2 separate regions of the Ovis aries genome follow, and region 1 is linked to region 2. A link is a contact called in public Hi-C data. All regions are on one chromosome and are shown on one strand. The core of a region is the stretch at or near the end of the contact, and the rest is flanking DNA. Distances in the headings are between cores, read along the strand shown. Region 1 holds the start of TRIB2 (tribbles pseudokinase 2). Region 2 has its middle 79 kb from the start of LPIN1.

The links. Hi-C and Micro-C count contacts between places; a contact is called where the count stands out from the background.
Region 1: a contact with region 2 is called in a Hi-C map of tail adipose tissue, with 5 times the contacts expected there. The contact joins the promoter of TRIB2 here to the enhancer-like site in region 2. A contact is called at or near these places in 8 of 16 Hi-C or Micro-C datasets (blood, liver, mixed tissues and 3 more).

The regions. Positions count from the first base shown.
Region 1 is chr3:21,549,757-21,554,444 of ARS-UI_Ramb_v3.0, forward strand. It overlaps TRIB2 (tribbles pseudokinase 2), which reads left to right and starts at 3,050. Exons shown (of 3, transcript XM_042245801.2): 1 at 3,050-4,628. The coding sequence starts at 4,359.
Region 2 is chr3:20,749,171-20,753,716 of ARS-UI_Ramb_v3.0, forward strand. No RefSeq gene overlaps it. Among named protein-coding and RNA genes, the nearest start is that of LPIN1, 79 kb to the left of the region's middle. Within about 2 kb of position 2,696, at least 5 of the 54 cell types and tissues checked have an H3K27ac peak or open chromatin away from gene starts, as enhancers often do. A contact at or near this core is called in tail adipose tissue, where this site is marked.

The DNA.
Region 1 (4,688 bases), core at 1,800-4,299, 800 kb after region 2:
ACTAGAAATTTCAGAACATCCCACTTCTTTGCTTCTGTACATTCTTTCTCTCCACCAGAAATGCCAATGACAATCTCTTATTTATCTTATTGTATGACTCATAGAACTTTTTCAAAATCCATGAGGATAGGAAAAAAATTCTTTAAAATAATTGTATCTCAAAACTAAGTATCTGGTGCATAGTAGGTTTCAATTAAATATTTGCTTTGGATAAATTCAGGGTGAAAAAAATCAGTTTTTCTGGAAAACTTCCTGAAGCCCAGGAAAAGGGGATGCCTTGATATCTAATAGCCACACTGTTATACAATAAAATGATGTATTTCCAAGTATTTCTCTGAAGCTGGACTCCAAGCTCCTGGGTGGCAGAGACCAAATCTTACTCATATTTGGATCCTTAACACCCATCCTAGGCCGGGCTTATAGTAAACCACCATAGATTTCCTGGAATTGAAAAATATAATTCTAAAGCAGTCACGTGAGCTGAGCTGGACGGTTGTTAGGCTTCTCACTTTACAACTGAAAAAAGGGGTAGCCAGGGAGGAGAAAAAAAAAAATGTCTTGACTCAATTTTCATTGGATATCAGAGGCCCAGACAGGGCTGGAACAGGGTCTCCTAAACTCCTAGTTACAAAGCACTGTTGGTGGCCACTGGCAAGGGAGGCTGGTGCCTTTCTTTCTGACTCCTCAGTGGAGGAACAGAGGCCTGTTCCTGAGACGAGCACCAGCAGAGGAGCCTCAATGGGCCAAGATTCATGAATGGATCCTGCTCACCACTCGTGGTGACGGCCTGGGGGAACACACAAGTCGCCCTAGTGTGGGGGACTGAGTGCCAGGAAGGTCTTCCAGAAGTCACTTGGTGAGAGGGAGTCAGAAGACATGGGAGCACTTTCTTGACCCTTTTTTCAAACCCAGTGGCCCTGTGGTGGCCTGTCATACAGTCTAAGTTCTCTTCTGCCAACCTCCCAGGAATGGCTTATCTCTGGAGTTTGTGTATAATCATAAATTGCAAATATGCCCCAGTGGTCATAATCCTACAGAGCTCTCTTTTTGTGACTCAAAAGTGTCCTACCAAGGACTTCCCTGGTGGTTCAGTGGTTAAGAATCCACCTTCCAATGCAGGGGATGGGTGGAGGGAATTGATCCCTGGTTGGGTGGGTGGGGAGGACTAAGATCCCACATGGTGCCACAACTAAGACCAGACACAGCCAAGTAAATATTTTTTTTAAGTGTCCTGCCACGGGCAATACATGATATAGTCCGCTTTTCCTCGCAGACTAGAAAATATGCATGTGCCTGCTCAGCTGTGTCCACTCTGTGCGACCCTATGGACTGCAGCCCACCAGACTTCTCTGTCCATGGGATTCTCCAGACAAGAATACTGGAGTGGGTTGCCATGTCCTCCTCCAGGGGATCTTCCCAGCCCAGGGATGGAACCCAAGCCTCTCAAGTCTAACCTGCATTGGCAGGCAGGTTCTTTACCACTAGTGCCCACTGGGAAGCCTGAAAACATGCATGCTGCTGCTGCTGCTGCTAAGTCACTTCAGTCCTATCTGACTCTGTGAGACCCCATAGACAGCAGCCCACCAGGCTCCCGCGTCCCTGGGATTTTCCAGGCAAGAACACTGGAGTGGGTTGCCATTTCCTTCTCCAATGCATGAAAGCGGAAAGTGAAAAGTGAAAGTGAAGTCGCTCAATTGTGTCTGACCCTCTTGGACCCTATGGACTGCGGCCTTCCAGGCTCCTCCGTCCATGGGATTTTCCAGGTATGAGTACTGGAGTGGGGTGCCATTGCCTTCTCCAGAAAATATGCATACATGGGTATAAAAGTTCAGAGTATTCTAAACTCCCCTTTCTCAGCCCCTTGGGTTTGTTTGTTTGTTTGTTTTGGTCCCCAATCAGATTGCTTGGTTTACCAGGATACATTAGATTAAGGCCTGGCAGTCCAGGCCTCTGTTCAAGTTCTAGCCTAAATCAGAGGACTGGCACCTCTTATGGAAATTGGGAATAACTGGAGTGAACCTGCAGCCCTCATCTGATTTCCAGTGCCAAGTGCCTCTGTGGTCCACGTGTGTTGAGGGAGGAAACATAAAGAGAACAAGAGAAAGGGACTCGGACTGAAGGGGCCCCAAGCTTCGCAGAAGGTATGCGCCAGCACTGTTTGCCTGGGCCAAAGCCCTCTGGGCATGTCTTGGGAGCGGAAGAATTAGTGATTACCTGCGGTCTGAGTTAAAAGATGTCTTTGAGCTGGTATTTGGCAGGCAGAAAAATACTAAAAGCCTGATGGTAGGTGGAGGGTGGAGGGGGACACCAACTAAAAGCAAGCAATCCGTTTTTTCTTATACGGGGAGGAGAGTGTTGGAAAAAGATAATGAAACTGATTTTTGAAACTCGGTGCGGCAAGCACATCTTCCAAGGAAAAGAGCTATGTGAGCAGCGGTGTCCGAACGCTCAGAGGATGCCCAGCTTGCTGGGGAGGAGCACCCGGGAAGATGAACGAGTTAGGAAGTCCACTCGTCACTGATGGAGCTTCTTAGGGACTTGGCGGCGGGGCAGAAGTCGCCCCGCCGCCTGCAGCAGGGCGCGCAGTTAGCCGGTGGCGGCGCCGGGACAGTCCCTCCCTGGCGGGGTGCGCTACCTCACCGGCTCCGGGCCCCGGGTGGATAAAGCACTTTGTTTACCTCACCCGGGCTGAGCCATCCTGGGGGGGAAGGGGGAAGGCGAGCGCTCGCGTCCGGAGCCGGGAGCTGCAATGGCAGTGGCAGCCGCCTGCGGGCGCGGGGAGCTGCCAGAGGACTGGCAGCGGAGAGGCTGATTGATGGGCCTCCGGCTCAATGAGGGGGGGCCCCGGGCGGGGGCGGGGCGGGGCCGACGCTGCGCTCAGCCAGTCGCTGGTGCCGCCGGGTGGTGGTGGAGTTGGGGGGGAGAGGGGGGCGGAGGCTCAGTGGAAATGTGTCGGTGACATTGAATGGGGAGACCGAGCGCGAGCGAGGCGCGCGCGCGCACACACACAGCCCCGCTCGCGCAGAGATCCCCGGCCACGTAAGTAACTATTAATACCGCCTCGCCGAGAGATGCGGGCGTGCTGAGCTCGGGGATTGGCCTCGGGCACCGTCGGCCGTCCCCTTCCATTTCCAATACACGTTTCTCTTAACCTCCGGGTGGGGGGAAGAACAAAAATCAAAGAAGAAGAGAAGCCGTCAATTTTCTCCAAACAACCCCGCCAGGCAGTTTGGGTTGAGGGTAAGGGGTGACGGAGCGGTGGCAAATTATTCCAAGGCGCGATCCAGTGAAAAGAGCGAGAGAGGAGACGGCGTGGGTTGACTGGGCTGGAGGTGCATCCCTTTCCTGCGCCGGGAGGACCCCCGGAAGCTCGTGTCGGGGACACCGGAGACCATTGATCTACCCTCGTCCTTCCTGCGCGCACTTCTCGCTTTCTCCGGAGGCCTATCCAGAGCGCGAGGGAGCGGCGACGGCATGAGCCGGTGCTGACCTCCGCCCGGCGGGCCAAGCCCTGGGCTTTGTCGCGTACCTGAGCCCGGCCCGCAACTCCGTGCCCGGCTTTTGCAATCTTTTGTTGGCAGCGCTGACCGCTCTAAGTTAAATGCTCCCTTGCTATTTTTTTTTTTTTTTCTTTTTGTCTGTTTGTTTAAATTTTGGAGAGCTCTAGCGATCTTGGAAAAGCCTCAGACGCCATCTACAGTTAAAACGTAGGTAATTACCCTCTCCGGACCCTCTCCGGCAACCTCCCCCCCGCCCGCCTTCCACGCCCCCCACCCTTTCCACCAAAAAAGGGGGTGCAGCGCGGATTCAGTCTGCGGTGCGGCGCGAGCCGGTACCCGGGCTTGTTTCCTTTTTCTTTTTGTTTGGTTTCTAACGCGCCGAGACCAAGCGGCGGCCGTGTGCGCTCCCCGAAGACTGCACAAACTACAGCGAGGCTCCTCCGCCCCGTCTGCCTCGGGAGCCTGCGTGGGGACTGCTTCGGGAGCCCCAGAGCTGCAGCTCCTCACCTTAGCAATCCGGTTACAAGTCCAGATCCACGCTGCAAAAGGAGCGAGCGCGAGAGAGAAACTAAAAGTGCGAAGATTCTGCAAATCGCTGGCGGCTTTGGGGGTAACAAAAGGACCCGAGTTGCCGCCGACCGAGGACCCCCCGGGAGTCGGGCTCGGAGCAGACGAGGTGCCCGGCGGCTGCCGTTTGGTGGGTGCTTCTAACTCTTTCTCCACGTAGCCCCCTTCCCGTCCCTCCCCTCTCGATCCCTTTTAACATCCGTGGCACGGAGGCGCCTGCAGCCGCACTCGCCCGCGACTCATCTCTCCAGCGGTTTTTTTTTTTGTTTGTCGAGTGCGATCCCCACACTCATGAACATACACAGGTCTACCCCCATCACAATAGCAAGATATGGGAGATCGCGGAACAAAACCCAGGATTTCGAGGAGTTGTCGTCTATAAGATCTGCCGAACCCAGCCAGAGTTTCAGCCCGAACCTCGGCTCCCCGAGCCCGCCTGAGACTCCGAACTTGTCGCATTGCGTTTCTTGCATTGGGAAATACTTATTGTTGGAACCCCTGGAGGGAGACCACGTTTTTCGGGCCGTGCATCTGCACAGTGGAGAGGAGCTGGTGTGCAAGGTAAAGAGCCCGGGGTTTGCTTTTGGCTGTTTTGTCTTTTGAAAAGATGCCCCGGCCTTT
Region 2 (4,546 bases), core at 1,446-3,945:
GGGATTGAACCTAGGCTCCCTGTATGGGGAGGACAGAGTCAGAACCCCTGGACCACCAGGGAGATCCCTGTCCTCTTATTTTTAAAGCACCCAGTTAGGAAAGTTACAGTGCTGTTTCCTAGCCTAGGCACTCAGCAAATCCCATATGCTGGGTAAATATCAAGAGAGATCAGAGCCTAAGCACAAAAAATGAGTGCCCAGGGCTGGACCAGGTTTGTACAGGAGCTGAGTTGATGCGGAAGCTTCTAGATCTCAATACTGCCGATATGTAGCTGACCTGAGGGTTATTATTATTTTTTTTTTTCTGACTAGCTGTTCCTTGTTCTTCCACAAGTTGGGAGCTTCTCATTTCCTTTCCCCTCCAGAGTGTCAGGCCCCTTTGCTGAGGGGCTCTAAACCAGACCTGGGAGTTGAGAGCTGCCTGAGCCTAAAGCAGCTAATGGCAGGCGGGTTCCTTTCCACTCTGATACTTCTTCTATTTCTCAGGGTTCATAAGAAGTGTGGGCACATTCTTTTCCTTACTCTTTCAATGAACACTTTCTAAATATCTCCTTCTATCCAGGGCGTGTGTAGATGAAGAGAGTGCTTAATCTTTTTGTTGTTGTTCAGTTGCTCAGTTGTGTCTGACTCTTTGCAACCTCAAGGGCTGCAGCACGCCAGGCTCCTCTGTCCTTCACTGTCTCCCGGAGTTTGTTCAAATTCATGTCATTAAGTCGGTGATGCCATCCAACCATCTCATTCTCTGCCACCCCCTTATCCTTTTGCCTTCAATCTTTCCAAGCATCAGGGTCTTTTCCAATGAGTTATCGCTTCATATTAGATGGTCAAAGTTCAGCATCAGTCTTTCCAGTGAATATTCAGGGTTGACTTCCTTTAGGATTGACTGGTTTGATCTTCTTGCAGTCCAAGGGACTCTCAAGAGTCTTCTCCAGCACCACAATTTGAAAGCATCAATTCTTTGGCACTCAGCCTTCTTTATGGTCCAAGTCTCATATCCATACATACTTACTGGAAAAAAGTACTGGAGTGGTCTGCCATTTCCTCCTCCCCTGCACCACATTTTGTTAGAACTCTTCACTGTGACCTGTCCACTTTGGGTGGCCCTGCATGGCATGACTCATAGCCTCCTTGAATTACTCATGCTCCTTTGCCATGACAAGGCCATGATCCATGAAGGGTCTTTATGTGTGGCAGTATATAGAATATGCACAAAGCCTGGGTATTCAGAGAAGAGAACAACTAGTGAGTGTACTTTGGGTCAGGGGTGGTGCTTTACAAGGGGGTGAAATGGGAGATGGGCTTTGAAGGTTGAATAGGAGTTTGTCTGAGAAGACTAGTCATCTCAGCCAGAGAACAAGAGAAAGAAAAGTACTGCCAAGATTCAAAGATGTGTCAGATTCCAGTGTGTCTGTGAATGTTGAGGTTTCTGTGCTGGAGTCCACGATTTGTGCAGTTTTTGCCTGTGTGTAGGAGTATAGATAGGTAGGCATGCTTCTGTGTTTGTAGGAAAGCTGAGTGTGGTAACTAGTGGGGGGTGGTGGTGGTGGATGAAGAGGTAGGTAGGGCTTAGCATGAAGAGACCGGATGTGCCTGAGTCCCACTAGACATTGGAGAGGAAGAAGGGTCCTGGTCTGGGACAGGAGAAAAAGAGGTGACTGGAGTAAGGCTGTGATGGCAGTGAATGTTTTTTTCAGAACTCTCTGGGGTGGCTGCCACCTGTTACTTGGGACTGGTTCACGTCCCTGCAACCCGGTGCAGCTCGAGCTTCTTCCTGATGTGGTCCCTGCAGGATAGTTCAGTACTCTGAAGAGGTCAGAAAGAAATCAGATCCCTCCCAGGCTTTGACGTAGTTTGCCATCTTGGAGGATGATAAAGCCCTGGGCATTTCCTGAGCGCCTCTGACAAACAGAGCTGCTGTTCTTACTTTTGCATTTAGTTTTTCTTATTTTGTTGGATTCAAACAGACAAACTGCAAAAAGATTCAGTTATTCAAGCCTTGTCCAGTCATTCATTGACAGAGCATTTACACTCCAGGAATGATTCCAGGCTCTATGAGATCAGAAAGAGAATGGATTTTTCAATGACAACGCATTGGTTGCCTCGCCCTTGGTGAAATGGATTGTCTCCCTGAACCTCAGTTTCCCACGTGTAAAACAAGCAGAACAATTCTCACCTAACATGAATGTAACCTTAGAAGTACATGGACGCTTGTGGCTCATCAGAGGTGGAAATCTAATTTTTTGTTCCTCTCCTCTGACTTGTACCTTCTCTCTGAAACGTTTAACTTTGAGCAGGGAGATGGATGTAGTTCCCCAGGCCATCAGCAGATGGCGCCCAACAACGGGCAGTGCTGGGAACAGGGTTCCCTCAGCTCCCCAACCCTCCCGTTTCCCCAGTTCCCCCGGCCCATTTCCAGCCCCTTCCTTGCCTTCCTCCTTTTCTCAGTCATTCCAGGACCCAGGCAGAAAGTCACACAGAACACTGTGTGTCTGTCAGCAGATTCCTGGAAGGTCATGCTGAATGATGAATGCTCCCGGGTAGGACTGGAGAGTTCTTTTTTCTTATTTATTTTTTTCCTTTCCTTTCTTTTTTTTTTTTTTGTCTCCCATGAATTGCATCACTGGGCAGCCTCTTGGCTTTATTCATCAAACTCCTGTGGTTTTTAGACCTTTCCTAATTGTTCTGTGTCTGCTTCCTTTCCAGGCCCCTTCTGGCCAAGGCAGGATGTCCGGAGTTGGCTGTGGCCAGGGAGCCCGTCCTTGTCCAGCTCTTTTTACTGTTACTCTTTCTGCCCTCCTGTCTCCCACTCCCAGAACCTGATGTGGTCCTGGGGACAGAGACCTGACTCTGCTGTGATCCTAGGTGATTATCTCTCAGCCCCAGTTCCCTCATAAGGGGAGTCTTGCCTGGCAAGGAAATGGGTTTCATCTTCAACGTCTGATGTTTTACCTTGCATACCCTGGCTTTTGGCATCCCTCTCCCTCTTCTCAACCACACATGTGCTGCTGCTGGTATTGTAAATTTTTCCGGGTCTTTAAGGAACTACCCCAAATTGAGTAGCTATTTGTCTTACAGGCATCCTATGGTGGTGATTTGTGGTTTAGTTGCTAAGTTGTGTCCAACTCTTGCGACCCCATGGACTGTAGCCTGCTACGCTTCTCTGTCCCTGGGATTCTCTAGGCAAGAATACTGGAGTGGGTTACCATTTCCTCCTCCAGGGGATCTTTCCCATGCAGGAATCGAACCCAGGTCTCCTGCATTGCAAGCTACGGGGGAATCCCCGAAGGTATCTTGGGATGGTCCCAATTTAACATTCTGACCCATTGTCCTTGTGTCAGGTTTGAAGCCCGGAGAATTGATATTTTGTTGGAGGCATGATGTTTGTGGTTGTGAGAAAACACTTTTCTCCTCTATTCTTCCCCCTTGCTGTATCCCAGGCACTGTGAATTCTGAAAGGTGCAGAGAGCAATGAGAACAGAGCTGGCCCCCAGGAGCCCTTGGACAATGGAGTGTGAGGAGGCAGACAAATATAGTCCCTGGAGTGAGATAGGCTGTGGAAGAGATAGAGAACCTGGGTCCAGGAACTAAGAGATGGGCACAAGACTGGCTTTGCTCACTATCACCCCCCAGTGACCCATTTGGGAAACTCACATTTCCTGTCACCTCTGCCAGCGGCTCAAACCACGGAAATTCATTTTTCTCCCACTTCTGGAGGATGGAGATTCAACATCAAGATGTCAGCAGGTTTGAATTTTTTGAGGCCTCTCTTCTTGGTTTGTAGCAAGCCACTGTCTCACAGTTACAAGCGGGCATGGAACAATTGATTGGTTCCAAATTGGGAAAGGAGTATGTCAAGGCTGTATACTGTCACCCTGCCTATTTAACTTATATGCAGAGTACATCATGAGAAACGCTGGGCTGGAGGAAGCACAAGCTGGAATCAAGATTGCCGAGAGAAATATCAATCACCTCAGATATGCAGATGACACCACCCTTATGGCAGAAAGCAAAGAAGAGCTAAAGAGTTTCTTGATGAAAGTGAAAGAGGAGAGTGAAAAAGCTGGCTTAAAGCTCAACATTCAAAAAATGATCATGGCATCCAGTCCCATCCCTTCATGGTAAATAGATGGGAAAACAATGGAAACAGTGACAGACTTTATTTTCTTGGGCTTCAAAATCATTGCAGATGGTGACTGCAGTCATGAACTTAAAAGACTTCCTTGGAAGAAAAGCTATGACAAAGCTAGACAGCATATTAAAAAGCAGAGACATTACTTTGCCAACAAAGGTCTGTCTAGTAAAAGCTACGGTATTTCCAGTAATGTACGGAAATGAGAGTTGGACCATAAAGAAAGCTGAGAGCTGAAGAATTGATGCTTTTGAGCTGTGGTGTTGGAGAAGACTCTTGAGAGTCCCTTGGACTGCAAGGAGATCCAACCAGTCAATTCTAAAAGAAATCCGTCCTGAATATTCTTTGGAAGGACTGATGCTGAAGCTGAAGCTCTCACTGTCAGCTCTCACTGTCCAAGGGGCTCTCAGGAGTCTT